Regions from separate parts of the Zea mays genome. Here region 1 is linked to region 2. Evidence: chromatin contacts called from public Hi-C data. All regions are on one chromosome and are shown on one strand. The core of a region is the stretch at or near the end of the contact, and the rest is flanking DNA. Distances in the headings are between cores, read along the strand shown. Region 1 holds the start of LOC103647213 (protein FAR1-RELATED SEQUENCE 5). Region 2 holds the start of LOC100193804 (40S ribosomal protein S12).

Region 1 (6,789 bases), core at 3,461-5,960, 170 kb after region 2:
AACATATAGGGTAGACTTAAATGCTAGGGTTTAATATAATTAGAGATTAGTGATTCCCTAGATATTATGGACTATTTAGTTTAGTGCCACTAAATTTAGTGAGACACAAAATTATACCAGGGATCAATTCATACGCAACATTTTATTAATCTCACTAAATTAAACATCTAAGTACCATTAGCATTTCCTTTTTATTTATTTTATTAAACAAATACATTATTATATAAACTTAACCTCTAGTCTAGGCATAAAATTAAAGTGTACAAACTGTGGATGATTATAATTTATTTGGACAGAGAATATTTCTATGAACATTTTGCAATTTGAACCACTAAATTTGGAGTTCATATGAAAAGATATGAAATATACAAGTTTTGAAGTTTAAAATATGAAACTAAGCCTAATTCTGTGATTATTTAAAAAGCCTGGGGTCTGATTATAAGAGTTCAGGGGTCTTCGCGCTAAAACTCAGGACGACGGGTTGATTCTTGAAAACCTAAGGGTCTCTTAAGCAAAACCGCCACGCGAAGGGGTACGGGACTAAACTGATCGTCCGATCTCCGATCAACGCTCTAGATTAGATCCCGCAGACGAGCGCGCGGGCACGGGCGGGTAGCAAGCGCTGACAGGTGGGCTTGGGGTGTCAGCGACCTGAGGTAGGGCTGACAGGCCGGGCCAGCGGTAGGGGCGCGGGTGAGGGAGCGAATCTGAGCGGTCAGGTGCGAATCAGACGGTTGCGATTAGATCGGTTCTAATTAAACCCAGACCGCTAGATCTCGGATGGACGTCCGAGATCCAACGGCCAGCGACCGGTCCTAGGTGCGGTGGCGCCGCTCGACCTAATGGCGAGGTTTCGCCGAAGACGAGGGGGACGACCACGACAGGGCTCTAGGGGTTTGGGGAAGGGTCAGGCGTGCTCAGGGCAATATGGCAAACTCATTCATGGTCGCAATACCGGTGCGAGGGCACCAGAGGGCGCGGAACACGGCGAGGCGATCTAACGGCGGCGCAGATGAACTCTGGCGAGGAATTACGCAGACACTAGGGCATTACTAGGCGAAATAAAGGCATAGGAAGATTGCTCACCTCGAGTGCAAACTCATGAGTTCTTGGGGGGACGGTGGGGACGCGGTGATGCCTCCGGTCGACGGTGGCGGACACCGGCTGCACAGAAAAGACCCCGGTGAGCGTGAACCAGGCAAACCAGAAGGGCTGGGGGCGAACCGAGAGGTGCCCCGAGTTGCTGACGACGAGGTGGAACTCAACGAGGCAACGGGCGAGGCGCAGGCTCGACGGCGGGCTTCGGTGAGCAGCGGCGGAGCTACCTGGACTCGTGCACAGGGCGAGAGAGAGGGCGAGGGTGCTCGGCTGAGGGCGCAAATGAGCAGGGGAAGTGGGCGATCGGGGTGCGGGCTCTAAAGGGGTCGGGGCGTGCGGAGGTGGCCGGAAAATGCGTGGACGTGGGCGCGTCCACGGCGGGAGTGCGCGGGCGGGAGGTTAGGGACGGGCGCCTGACGAGTGGGGTCCGCGGGGCAGAGAGACGGAACGAGCGCGTGTGCGAGGGGATTGGCGCCCATAGGCCGGCCCCACAGAGCAGCGAAAGAGAGAGAGAGTGGGGGCGTGTGTGCGGGATAGGCTGATATGCGCGCGGGTGCGCGCGGGGGCTGGGCCGACTGGGCTGGCTAGGGCCGAATTGGTTTTTCCTTTTTTCCTAGAATTTCTAATGCTTTTCTATTTTATTTTCCCTATGGTTTTCAATTCAAATTCAAATCAAGTTTCAAATTCAAACTAAATCAAACATGTGCAACAATTCAAAGAATATTTTAAGCTCAACATGATGCAACATTCTATGACTCATATTGTTTTGACAAAAATAAATAATTAATCTATCACCTAATTAACCTAATTCTAACTAAAATGAAAAGAGAGAGATTAGAGAGAGACACAAGAGTAACACCTGAATTTTGGTAGATACTTAGAAAGAAATTTTATACCCTAAAATTCAGGGTGTTACAGATCCCCATCCTCAAACTCTTCTGACAACTCCATGGGGTTCTCCCTAGCCGACATGCCTTCATCAAGGCCATGGAGCGACCCGGGCTCGCCGCTCAGACGAGTCAGAGGAGAGCAAGGAGGAGGAGGATGACGACGATAGTGGCAACGACGGCGAAGGTGGTGGCAGTGCCGAGGCATGGTAGTGGTAGGTTTAGTATACGAAGTGGTAGAGTAGTAGTTGAATCTTTGGAGGACCTAGCAAGGGGTTTCAGTGCCCACTAAGGATACTCATAAGGCTGTTGTCTTCACATCTTTCTTTGTTTGCGGGTTAGGTTTGCTGGTCTATTCCTTTGTCCAAGGCCTTCTTGACTTCTATTCCATCCATTTGACCCATATATATCCCAATTTTGTGCTTCAAATCATCTTTATTCATCTCTGTGAGGCTTTTCTTGGAGTTGCTCCTCATTTCGGTTTGTGGAAGTACCTATACCATTGCAAACCTGGTATGTAGGATAAAAGGCGTCAGGTAGTTGGAGGAGCAAGTCTTGAACTCCGTCGTGGTTGAATGGTTAACTATCTAGACATTCCTCTCAAGGATAATAATATGGCGTGATATCATGAGCAGTTTCCTATGGAAAACCACAATAGTTCCCTCCCTCCTGATTTAGGGAAGTTGCCCGATGTGAGATTTCCAAGTTGGGTAGAGGACCAACCGACTTAGAATCCACTAAGTTACTGCCATGATTTAGGGAGTGGTTTGATAGCTCAAGTTGTAGTGATTGACTTTGTGTACCACAACATTCAACCTTTGAAATATTGGGTCTTCCCTACCTTCTTGTACACTGGAATCAAAGATCCTACCAGTATATCTGATTAAGAAATCACACAAGAAGATGTTCTGTCCCGAGTTTATATGATGTTGAAAGGAAATATTTGTAATGAAGTTGCTCTATGCCCTATTCTGTATGGAATCCTCCCCCGACCAATGTTTATGTTGATAGTTATGTTCTATTGGTTCAGAGTAACATTCCCAAGTTCTTGTCCGACCCCCCTCAACGTGTAGAGAACTGAGTCTTCAAGAGAAATGCACAGCTCACCGATGAAGAAATGGATGCTATCATAGAAGCTAGTCAGTGTCTGGACAAGAGGGAAAATTGACCCATATAGTGATCAAGGGCTCTATTGGTTGTTTTGGTGCTGAAACTATTCCGAGCACACATAAGGGGGAGCCCTCGAGCTTCAAGATGTTGCTGCAAGTAGTGAAGCCCTCGAGCAATTGAGCATTGCTAGGGAAAAGGCAGCAAGCCAAGTGAATATAAAATGTAGATGCTTCAGTAAGCCTATGGTAAAGGTTGAGGCTCCCAAGGAGAAAAAGAAGAGTCTCTGATGTCTATCAAGCATAAAGCCTGTGTCTGCCCTAACCAAATCAACCACAGTTGAGAAAAGCCAAAACAAGGTGATGAAGAAGAGGTTAGCTAGCAAGGTCACTACTAAAGACCCAACTCCTCCAGTGGATTGGAAGAATAAGAAGAAGAAGAAGAAGAAGAGGTGCTCCCCCTTATTCGACGCAAGAAAGGATCAAAGGCAATAGAATGATCCAGTCAAGCTTGCCTTACCAGAACATCGGACCAAGCTTTAAAGCTTAGACTTGTCATTAATTGATGCTTTTCTAGACAAAATTTCTACTGAAGATGCCTTGACCAAATCACCCGATACCCACGTTGTGGATGTGGCTGAGAGTCACTCAGGTGAGCCATCAGAGAGCCCACAAGCATCAGCAGCTCCTTCCTATGAAGTATAGGTGGAGGGGGAGGAGATTTGATCCTTGGAGATGTGATGCTTCCTATAGCCGAGCTGGTTACTAAGCCATAGGTAGGCCCCGCTTCTGCATCAGAGGCCAAAGAGTCTAAGTTTCTGACTGAAATAGTGGCTGAGCCGCGAATCGACTCAACCCCAGCCCCCGAGAGTGAAGGGGATGAGGCATCTATTGCAATGGTTGTCGTTACATAGCCCGACTTGACCCCAGCCCTCGAGATTGAAAATGTTGGGGTGTCGGTTGAGGCATCTGTCGAACCGCAGCAAGTCACTTTAGGCACTTTGGAGGTCAGCATACCAAGTATCACTGAGGACTCGATGGCTAAAAATCTAGGTACTACTCCTTCACAAACAGTTGGTACATGGTACATTGAACCAACCAAGTCTGATCATGATGGATCCAGATTCAGTGCCTTAGCCAAGGTAAGGCACCACGTACCTTGCCCCTCCGTATCTGCCCTCCAACAACGATCCAATGGCTCCTGTCGTGTGTAGGCAAAACAACAGAGGAGACTCCAATTAATACCGAGCCAGGACGCGGTCCTCACTCGCAGCGCGCGCAGGCACACGTTTTGCCGCGTTTCGCGCGCTTGTTCTTGCCTGCCGCGCGGGAGCCCTGTGCCGCGCCGCCCGAGAGCCCTGTGCGCCGCCGCCCTGGTACCCCTGCGCGCTCCTCGACCCGGTGCTGCGCGTCGTCGATCCAGTAGCCCAACCCTCCGATTTCAGTAAGCTTCCCTTTCTCTTCACTGAATGCTTACCAATTTGAGATTTGAGATTTCAGCAAGCTTCCCTTTCTCTTCATGTGCCATAGTTTTTTCTGTAGCATGTCATGCATTCCATGTGCCATAGATTTCAATAAACTTCGGATTAAGCTTCCCTTTCTCTTCATGTTGAGCAATTCTCTTTGATGAAACAGAAGCCTCATTTACATGGCTCTTTGAGACCTTTCTAGCTGCCCATAATTATAGGCAACCTAGAACTATTTATACTGATCAAGATGCAGCAATGGGAAAGGCTATACCCAATGTGTTCACGGAATCATATCATGGATTGTGCACCTTTCACATCATGCAAAATGTTGTCAAACACTTATCTCCAGTGAAGGGCCAAGAGAAAGAATCTCATATTCTCTCTGATTTTAGTGCTTGCATGTATCGCTATGAGGACAAAATAGAATTTGAAGAAGCATTTGACAGCATGAGATCTAAAGTGCATAAGCAAACTTGGCTAGATAGTATATACAAGGTGAAAGAAAAATGGGCTGAATGCTATATGAGAGATGTCTTTAGTTTGGGAGTGAGAAGTACACAACTAAGTGAGAGCTTCAACAGTTCATTGAAGAACCATTTGAAATCAGATTTTGATATTGTCCGTTTTTTGAAGCATTTTGAGAGGACAGTTGAAGAAACAAGAGCTAGAGAACTAGAGGCTGAATTTGAGGCAAGGAAGAAGCTACCAAGAAGGCGGATGTGCACACCTATGCTAATTCAAGCAAGCGATGTTTACACTCCAGTTATTTTTGAAGCTTTCCAAGTTGAGTATGAAAGATCCATGGCTGCATGCACTACAGTGTTGGATGGAGATAACAAATATACTGTCACTATTGGTAATTTAAGTGGTGATTTAAGTTTTGAAGAGGAGCGCATAGTGACAGCTAATCCTTTCAACCAAACAACTGATTGTAGTTGTCAAATGTTTAATAGGACGAGGATATTATGTGCACATGGTCTGAAAGTGCTTGATTTGATGAATATAAAAATGTTACCCACACATTATGTCCTAAAAAGATGGACTAGAGAAGCATGCAGTGGAAGCATACTGGATAGACAAGGAAGGGAAGTGGTGGAAAATCCAAAGTTGGAGGCTCAACTTAGGCTCAGATCTTTGTCTCATAAATTTCTCAACATGGCATATAAAGCAGCCATTTCTCTAGAGTGTTGTTTGCTAATAGACAATGCACTTGATCTCCTTGGTCCACAAGTAGAGGATAAACTCAATGCACCATCTAGTGTTGCCAATGAAAAACCATGTAATGACCAAGAAAATATTAGCCCAAACATGCAACAAAGAGATGACTTGCTCGGCACTGCACAACTTAAGAAAAAAGAGGTTCAGTTGAAAGGCTCAAAGAGAAAGAAAAGTTGGATTGAGAAGTTACGCAAAGGGAAGCGCAAGGCGACTAAATCTGCTGTACCAACAAAAAAGGGAGCAAAGGTATACTGCAATCTTGATATTTTAATATTGATGTTGTCGCTCACTTCTGAACTAATTTGTTGCATTTTGTTGGCAACAACAAAAGAAAGAAGATGGTGCACCACCACATGTACAAGTGGAGAATAACAGCAGCAACAAAGAAGCAAATGTGGACCTCCATGAGTACAGGGTCATTGGTGATTTTACCAGGCTCCTAACATCTATGGCTAGTCATGATGAAAATTTTTATGATGAAGATCTGTTCTAGATTTGCAAGTTGATTGGATAGTATTTTGGATAGAGCTAACAACAATATTTTGTGGGCTAACTATAGTATTTTGTGAGTAGCCTGATGAATGACAGTTAGTATGCCAGGCAATGCCCAAATGGTGTAATTGTAAATTTCTGAATGCCATGTATTGCTTAAGAAACTGAAACAAATGCTATATAAACATCCTTCAAAATTAGCTGTATGTTTGTGTTCTGTTTGCATGTGCTGTTGGTAAGCTGTACTATGTGCAAACATAACCTGTTTGGGATCCAGACGTATTCCTGCTGGTAAGCTGGTTCCTGCTGTGTCCCTTTTGCTGTAGAAGGCAAGGTACGTGGTGCCTTACCTTGGCTAAGGCACTGAATCTGAATCTGAATAAAGAAATGTAAGGTCCAATTGTCCCTTTCATGTATGTTGTTTCTAAAACTCCTGAATCTGCTGCTAAAGAAACCTAGTTGCTATCGGCTGTGTCTGATTCAAGCTTCTTCATAAGTTTCAAGGCAATCTCTTTGAGT
Region 2 (7,334 bases), core at 3,682-6,181:
TCGGAAAACCGATACTCTTCGATAGAGTGCCGATTATCTTTGCCCCGGTGCGGTCGCGAACACATCCTAAGGCCTCTTCATCGATCCCACCAAAGAGCATGGCTCCTGGCTGGTAGTCACATGAAACATCATATTCCTGTAGCTCCTTCTTTTCGGCCTCAGATAGTTCTTGCCCGACCAGGTTCCGAAGGTCGAAGTCTTTTTCCTCCGAAGCAACATCGGCAATTTTCTTTCCTTTGTCAGGCACTAGGGCCATGACCTTTTCTGCAGCCGCAACTGTTTCTTCTGTAGGCATACCAATAGCAATTTATCAATTCCAGATAGTGTGCTATCAAAGTTGGCAGCTTCGGTGGTAGCTGTAGCTTCGGCAGAAATGTTTGCTTCGGCAGTGGCCGAGGCCGATGGTGGCGTCCGTTCAATGGTTTCCATTACAGTATCGATCCTTCGTTTTTTCTACCCATCCACCTTTTTTGTAGCCGAAGGCTCTTCCTTCTTCTGTAAAAGCTTTGTTAGTTCCGGTCCTAGAGGACTTAGCAGCTTGATAGGTAGAGATTCAATCATTATCTTTAAAATTTCTGCCACTTCGGCAGTAGGAGGTGTCGAAGGAGTCTCCTCTTCTACCTCGGTCACCTTCGGTTCTGGAATTGCAGCTTTTCTTTTCTTCAAAGTTGCCACCTTTGGCTCAGGAGTGGATTTTCTCTTCTTTAAAATCTTCTCATGCTCCTTCACCATTCTGGCAGCTTGTCTGTTCAGAACGCTAACAATCCTTTTCCTTTTTGCCCCTTCAGCACCCTTGCTAAGCTGCTCATAATCAGGGTATTCAAATTTTAGAGCATCCATTACCCGGTTTAACCTTCGTTTCGACCGGGTGCCGAAGACTGCTGTCATCAATTGGTCTTCCTTTTTGGTATAGTTTCCCAGTATTTCATTACACATAGTTTCAATCATTTCCAGCCATTCTTGGCAAGGTTGCTTGAACTGTTTTTCAAATTTGAAGCGGTAAGGTAATTGAACAAGTTCATATTTCTTCTTTGTTCCCTTCATCTTCGGCATCCCCCAGTCACTTGACGTTCGATACGTTTGGTTGGCTAGGTATTCCTGCACCAAGTTCCTGGTGCCAATTTGTTCAGCCACTACCCTGAATTCTACCTCGGCCAGCTGGCATGCTGACCTTAGCTGCATGTTGCACAGGGGCCTAGTCATTTCGAAGTTTAAGGACAGCGGGCACATGACCATCGTCATCAGTTTCCCCCTCTTCTTCTCATCAGCCTTGATGTAAAACCATTCACCTTTCCAGCTGGTTGGCCATTTGGTGCGATAACTGAGAACTAGAGCATTCGTATCCTTGCGATATGCAAAATTGTAGCAACCAAAAATTTCATGAAGATCGTCTTCCCTGGCCTTCGTCTAGTAGTGCAACTCGTGCACTCGACAGAATGCTTCAGCATCTGGGCTCATCCCTTGGCTTCAGAGGGCCCAGATGAAGACACTAAGCCTAACAATGGCGTTAGGGGTCAGCTGATGAAGATATATTTCGAAATTTTTCAAGACTTACCCTATCATCTCATTCAGAGGAAGTCGCAGTCCTACTCTGAAAAAGCTCTTGAAAACCACTACTTCATCATTCTTCGGTGCTGGGGTGGTCTCTTCTCCGGCAAATCAGACAAGTTTCCTTTCAGCTTCCCCTAAGTAGCCCAGCTTCATCATCATGGGCATGTCAGCTTCAGACACAGTAGATTTCTCAAAATCTAGATGGCTGGGTTTTGATGGGATCAAAATACTATAATCTTCTTCATCCTCTTCAATATCTTCTTCTTCAGCAACAGTCTGTTCAACTTCGGTAACAGGGGTACCTTCATCAGTCACAACTAGACCTGATTGTTTCATGACTTCGGAAATTGGTGTTGTCTCGGTGACCTCAGTCTCTTCTCCTTCACGAGTCACCCTTACAGTCGAACGCACTCTAGCCATCTAATAGATTTTTTGTGGCTTTTACGAAGTTGATGTTTCTTTTTTGTAGTTTTGACGAAGCTCACTCTTTTGACGAAGTTAACTCTAAATGATGAAGTGTTCGCTTGAGAGCGCAGTGAAAAAGCTTCAACTATGGTTAAATTTTTTTAACAGCACAACAGTGCAACGACAATGAATGATGTGGTAACTCTACACCAACATGTCTGTTTATATAGTGCTGCAGGTTGGAAGGTGAACCGCCAAATCGCCCTTACCCGCTGAACGGTGGACCACTCGTCGCTTGGAAGGTGAACCACCAGATCGCTTGTATCCGCTGAACGGTGGACCACCCGACGCTTGGAGTATTTTAATCGTTTCTCGGCAACGAGCTCAGGGAAGGTGTTTTTCGGACCTTCGACATTCTGAAGCCTTTGAGATTTTTCGCGGATCGAGCTCGTTACGAAAAACGATCTAGCACCGCGAATGGGCTACTGTTGGGGGCCTTCTTCTTCGCCGAAGGTCCTCTAAGCAAAAACACCTTCGACAAGATAACAAGCAAGCAAATGTGACATGAAGATGTATGTCGAAGCTACAACTGAAAGAGCTTCGGCATGATGACACACTTGAGACGAAGGGTAGCACCGACTTAAAGAGGAAAATACTGCATAGTCCCTGATAGTTTATGTTATAGTCATGATTAGTTATCAAAGGCATGAATGTAATTTTGTCCGGGCTATGTCCCGTGCCCCGTACTGTTCACGCTGACTTGTAATCATTTGCACGTCGTTCTTGGATTCTTACCTTCTGTCAAACCGAAGGTACAAATGTAATTTACTATTATTAATGTTTGCCCATGATTAGATAATGATAATATAAATAATCTGACGATTTAATATGATTGTTCATGTTATCTTCCATGTTTCATATGTTTCTACTTTCATTATTTCATATTGAGATGATGAAGGTATGTCTTTCATAACCTTCGTCTGAAGATCATTATGTCCTAAGGGAGATAATGCTTCGAAGGACGAAGGTCTTTGACCATTAACATTTTGTGTTGCCTTGTTCTTAACTCATAGCATTTGAGAACAAGTCCCCAACATGAAGGTTTATTTCTAACCTAGTCGGGAAGATTGATGCCTTCACCCCTATCATTCGGCTTAAAAATGATGCCGAATTCACTTGTGGGCAGAACAACAGGAAGCGTTTGATCTCATCATAAAGTATTTGTCTTCGGCTCCCATATTAAAAGCACCACAAGTAGGAGTACCATTCAGATTGTACATTGCAGCTGAAGATAAGGTTATTGGGGCTGTTCTGACGCAAGTGACTGGAGGAAAGGAGCATGTGGTGACCTACCTAAGTCGGAGGCTGGTGGATGCTGAAACAAGGTACACTTTATCGAAAAGTTATGCTTATGCCTATTTTATGCATGCACCAAGTGTAGATGTTATTTACTGTCTAGTCATTGCACTGTTGCCAGTTAAATCGATGTGATTAAATACATGTTGCAAAACCCGATTATGAGTGGTAGGATTGGTAAATGGGCTTATGCACTTATAGAGTATGACTTGGCCTATGAACCATTGAAATCTATGAAAGGCCAGGTCGTAGCAGATTTTCTTGTAGAACATCGGATCAATGATACTCATAAACTAGACATATCATACCTCACTGTTACTCCCTATACTTTATATTTCGATGGATCAGTTTGCAATGAAGGGCAAGGAATTGACATCGTGCTTGTTTCACCAAGTAATGTCTACTTTGACTTCTCTAGCCGATTGAAAACTTATTGCACTAACAATCAAGCCGAATATGAGGCACTTTTGTTCGGCTTGGAGCTTTTAAAGGAGAAGATGCAGTAAACCTTACTAGAGGCACTGGAGCAATTCTGTTAGCTTAGCACAAAGGCATTCGACGAGCACACCGGCAAAGGTGAGCCTGGGCACTTGCCCCGGTAAGCTGGGCTCTGGCTCCGCCACTGCATGTCGGCGTCGCGCACGCGACCTCCAGCTCGCCGTTGTCTCACTGCTTCCGCTGGTGACGCATGTCGGCGTTGCGCACACGCTCGTCAACATGGTCGTCATGGCTTCCCTTCGGTGCTGGCACCCGTTGTCGAAGCCACCCTTCCCCCGTCGCCCCCTCCACACCCTCACGTCCCTCCCCTCGGATGCGGAGCAGGCAGAGGGCATCGTCCCTAGCGCCACCGGCAGAACACGGAGGCACACATATCTGAGGTAAAATAGTCCACAAAATTATATTCAACCTTATTTGCTTTATTAAGCTATAAAATGACATTTTAGCGTGTGTGTTATGATTGATAATGGCGTCTGAACGAAGCTCATTTATGTGATGGCAATCTAGGGAAGCCCTATGTTTCATAAAGGCAAGATTTCAAATTTCTTCGCTTCAGGAGGGGCCGAGGGGAACCTCTGTGGAGATCAGGCCATGGAGGTGGTGACGGCATTCTTATAAGGGGATCGCGAACGGTGGGACGGGCGACAGAAGCGGGTCGTGGGGTGGCGCGGGCGGTGGCGGTTACAATGCTGGGCTCGCGGCGAAGCGGGAGAAGCAGGAGGACGACACCCATACACGCTAATATGGTGTATGCATCGGAAGGGGATGCGACGCGTGAGAGACAGGTACGCAGACACCAAACAAGGGATGCGATGGTCGGTAGCGCAGACGTAGGTGGGATGACACGCGAGAGAGGCGGGGACGTGGAGCGCGCGCGCCATTTTGCGGGATGCATGAAAACTGACGACCGTCAACTATTGAAAGCGGTGCATTATAGTAGTAGATAGATAGAGATAAAGAAAAAAAATAGAGAACATCTTGTTTTACGTAAAGAAACAATGAAAACATTTGGACTACTGAAGTAAGCCCACAGGCCCCAGCTAGACATTTAGCCCGCAGAGGCCCGGTTCATCGAGCCGGCAGCCGTGCACTATAATTCCGCCTTCTCCCATTCTCTCTCCAAAACCCTAGCAGCCACCCGGTTCTCCCTCGCTCCAGGTGGCGGCGCGCTCCCCTCGTTTTGTTCTTACTCCTCCCGTTTCCCTCACTAGTCGTTACTGACTTCTCGCTTGCCTGCTCCAGATCTCCCTTCGCAGCCGGCCAGGGACCCCTTCACAGCGCGGGAGATGGCGTAAGTACCCCAACCGATACCTTTTCCCCTGCTTGTTTCAGCAATCTTGGTTTGGTTAATAAATTTTAGTTCCGGATTAGTATGCGGCTATAATCGTTGTACTCTATGCGTGTTTTTCGGAACTGTCGCGGGTAGAGAACTGTGTGATGAAATGACTATGCGGTCTTCCAATCTTGAATGATTGGGCACATCTACTGTCCTGGGTCGTACTTCATAAATGCACTGTATTCTGTTGACTTAGATTGTTTTGCAAGTGCGTTCGTACTTCGTAAACGCATTGTGTTCTGTTGAATTAGATTGTTTTGCAAGTGCGTTCATAACTGCCTAGCCTGGAAATGCCGCCTGCCGCGTCATATGGGTTGAGTTGTCGACTTCTAGCCTTCTAGGGTCAGCCTTTTGACGCAGGCCTCGTACGGAATCTATGCTAAATTGCTAATAAATCAGGTGTGCACTCTTTGTCCCCTTCGTTGTTCCAATACAAAAAAGTGCGTTCATAACTTATTGGATGAAAAGTGTCCAATCCAAGCTTCCATTTGCTTGCATGCTAACTAGCAGGCTGACAAAACCAAACTGATGTTTTGATGGCTAGATGGGTTAGTAGTTAGGTTTAGTTTTCTGCTGATTCGCCTTGTATGTACCAATCTCATTGTATCAAAGACTGTAGAAATGAGCTCCATGTCCTCTTGCTTATTGATTATCCCAATACTCCCTCTGTCCCAGTATGTAAGGCATACCTACCTCTAATTCAAAGACCAAGAGATGTATAAAATTCTCTCTATTAACACTAGTACTACTGCATCGATATACGCATCTCTAGAGAGAGAGCACATTATATTATTGGACTAGAATAAAAAGTGGTTACACCTTATAATAGGGTGCCGGGAGTACCTGACTACTACTTGTAAGTTGTATCCAAATGTTTTGTCTGTATGCAGTATATGTTGATACTTTTATAGACTTTGCATTGCAAATTTGTTTGATATACTTGAAGCATTTTGTTCCTGCATTGTCAATTCACCAAATTGTTCTTATTTGACAGTGATCAGGAGGCCCCAGTTGCAGTTGAGGCACCAACCCCAGTTCTTGGAGAGCCAATGGACTTGATGACTGCGCTGCAGCTGGTGATGAAGAAGTCAAGTGCTCATGATGGACTTGTGAAGGGTCTTCGCGAGGCTGCCAAGGCCATTGAGAAGCATGCTGCTCAGCTTTGCGTTCTTGCTGAGGACTGTGACCAGCCAGATTATGTCAAGCTGGTGAAGGCGCTCTGTGCTGAACACAATGTTCACCTTGTCACTGTTCCTGCTGCTAAGACTCTTGGCGAGTGGGCTGGGGTGTGTTAGACTATCCTTCTCTAAAACTTGTGCTCCTTTTTACATAGTATTTAGTGTTGCTACCTTGATAGTGTTACTGGATTACTTATTTTAACATTCATTTTATAACTCAATGCTCCAACTTCCGTTGAACGGAGAAAAAATAGTATTCTCTGTAAATGTCAAGTTTTTACATTTAATTTTTAATCCATTTAGTTGTGTGTTGATTCTTCACTAGCTGTGTATTCTTTTATATGAACTTTGGCCTTGATCGTAACAATCTCCACTTTCACTCCTTGCAGCTTTGCAAGATTGACTCCGAGGGCAAGGCAAGGAAGGTTGTAGGCTGCTCCTGTGTCGTTGTCAAGGTAGCATATCAATCCCTTACTTTCCTACAAATTAATTATTTTGGTTTACCTTAGGGCAAGTAACATGACATTTCACTGTTTCATTTCAATTACCAGGACTACGGTGAAGAATCTGAGGGCCTTAACATAGTGCAGGAGTATGTCAAGTCGCACTAGATGTAACACGTTTCAGTAATACTCTACATTTGGATCTGGGCTTAATATTATGCTTGCGTCTTGGGCTTGCTAGGAGATTAGGACAATTTACTACAAGAGCCCATGAGGATATGAGCAATTTGGAATTCTAAATGTTTTGTTTATGGTGTTGTCATCTGGTTTTAATTCAAATCGATAAGAGATGAGATTATTCTTGCTTTGCCATTAGCCCATTACCTTTTTATGTTTATATCCATGTTCCATGGTGTATAATGTTTATACTCTCTCTGTTGCGGTTGCTCTTATTTTTCTTATTTGATTTGACAAATCTTTATGCGCTTTGCGCCGAGTGCAGCTTTCCACTTACCTAGTCTTTATTACTGGGTATGAAAGCATAATAATGAGACCACGTTGTGTCAA

What was found. A called contact is a pair of places that touch in the nucleus more often than the background predicts.
Region 1: a contact with region 2 is called in a Hi-C map of tassel, with 2.9 times the contacts expected there. The contact joins the promoter of LOC103647213 here to the promoter of LOC100193804 in region 2. A contact is called at or near these places in 3 of 25 Hi-C or Micro-C datasets (ear, leaf and tassel).

What each region holds. Positions count from the first base shown.
Region 1 is chr2:163,343,333-163,350,121 of Zm-B73-REFERENCE-NAM-5.0, forward strand. It overlaps LOC103647213 (protein FAR1-RELATED SEQUENCE 5), which reads left to right and starts at 4,711. Exons shown (of 2, transcript XM_008671789.4): 1 at 4,711-6,024; 2 at 6,110-6,509. The coding sequence starts at 4,816. The coding sequence ends at 6,271.
Region 2 is chr2:163,171,811-163,179,144 of Zm-B73-REFERENCE-NAM-5.0, forward strand. LOC100193804 (40S ribosomal protein S12) reads left to right here and starts at 4,932. Exons shown (of 4, transcript NM_001138888.2): 1 at 4,932-5,101; 2 at 6,141-6,432; 3 at 6,714-6,779; 4 at 6,876-7,078. The coding sequence starts at 5,097. The coding sequence ends at 6,935.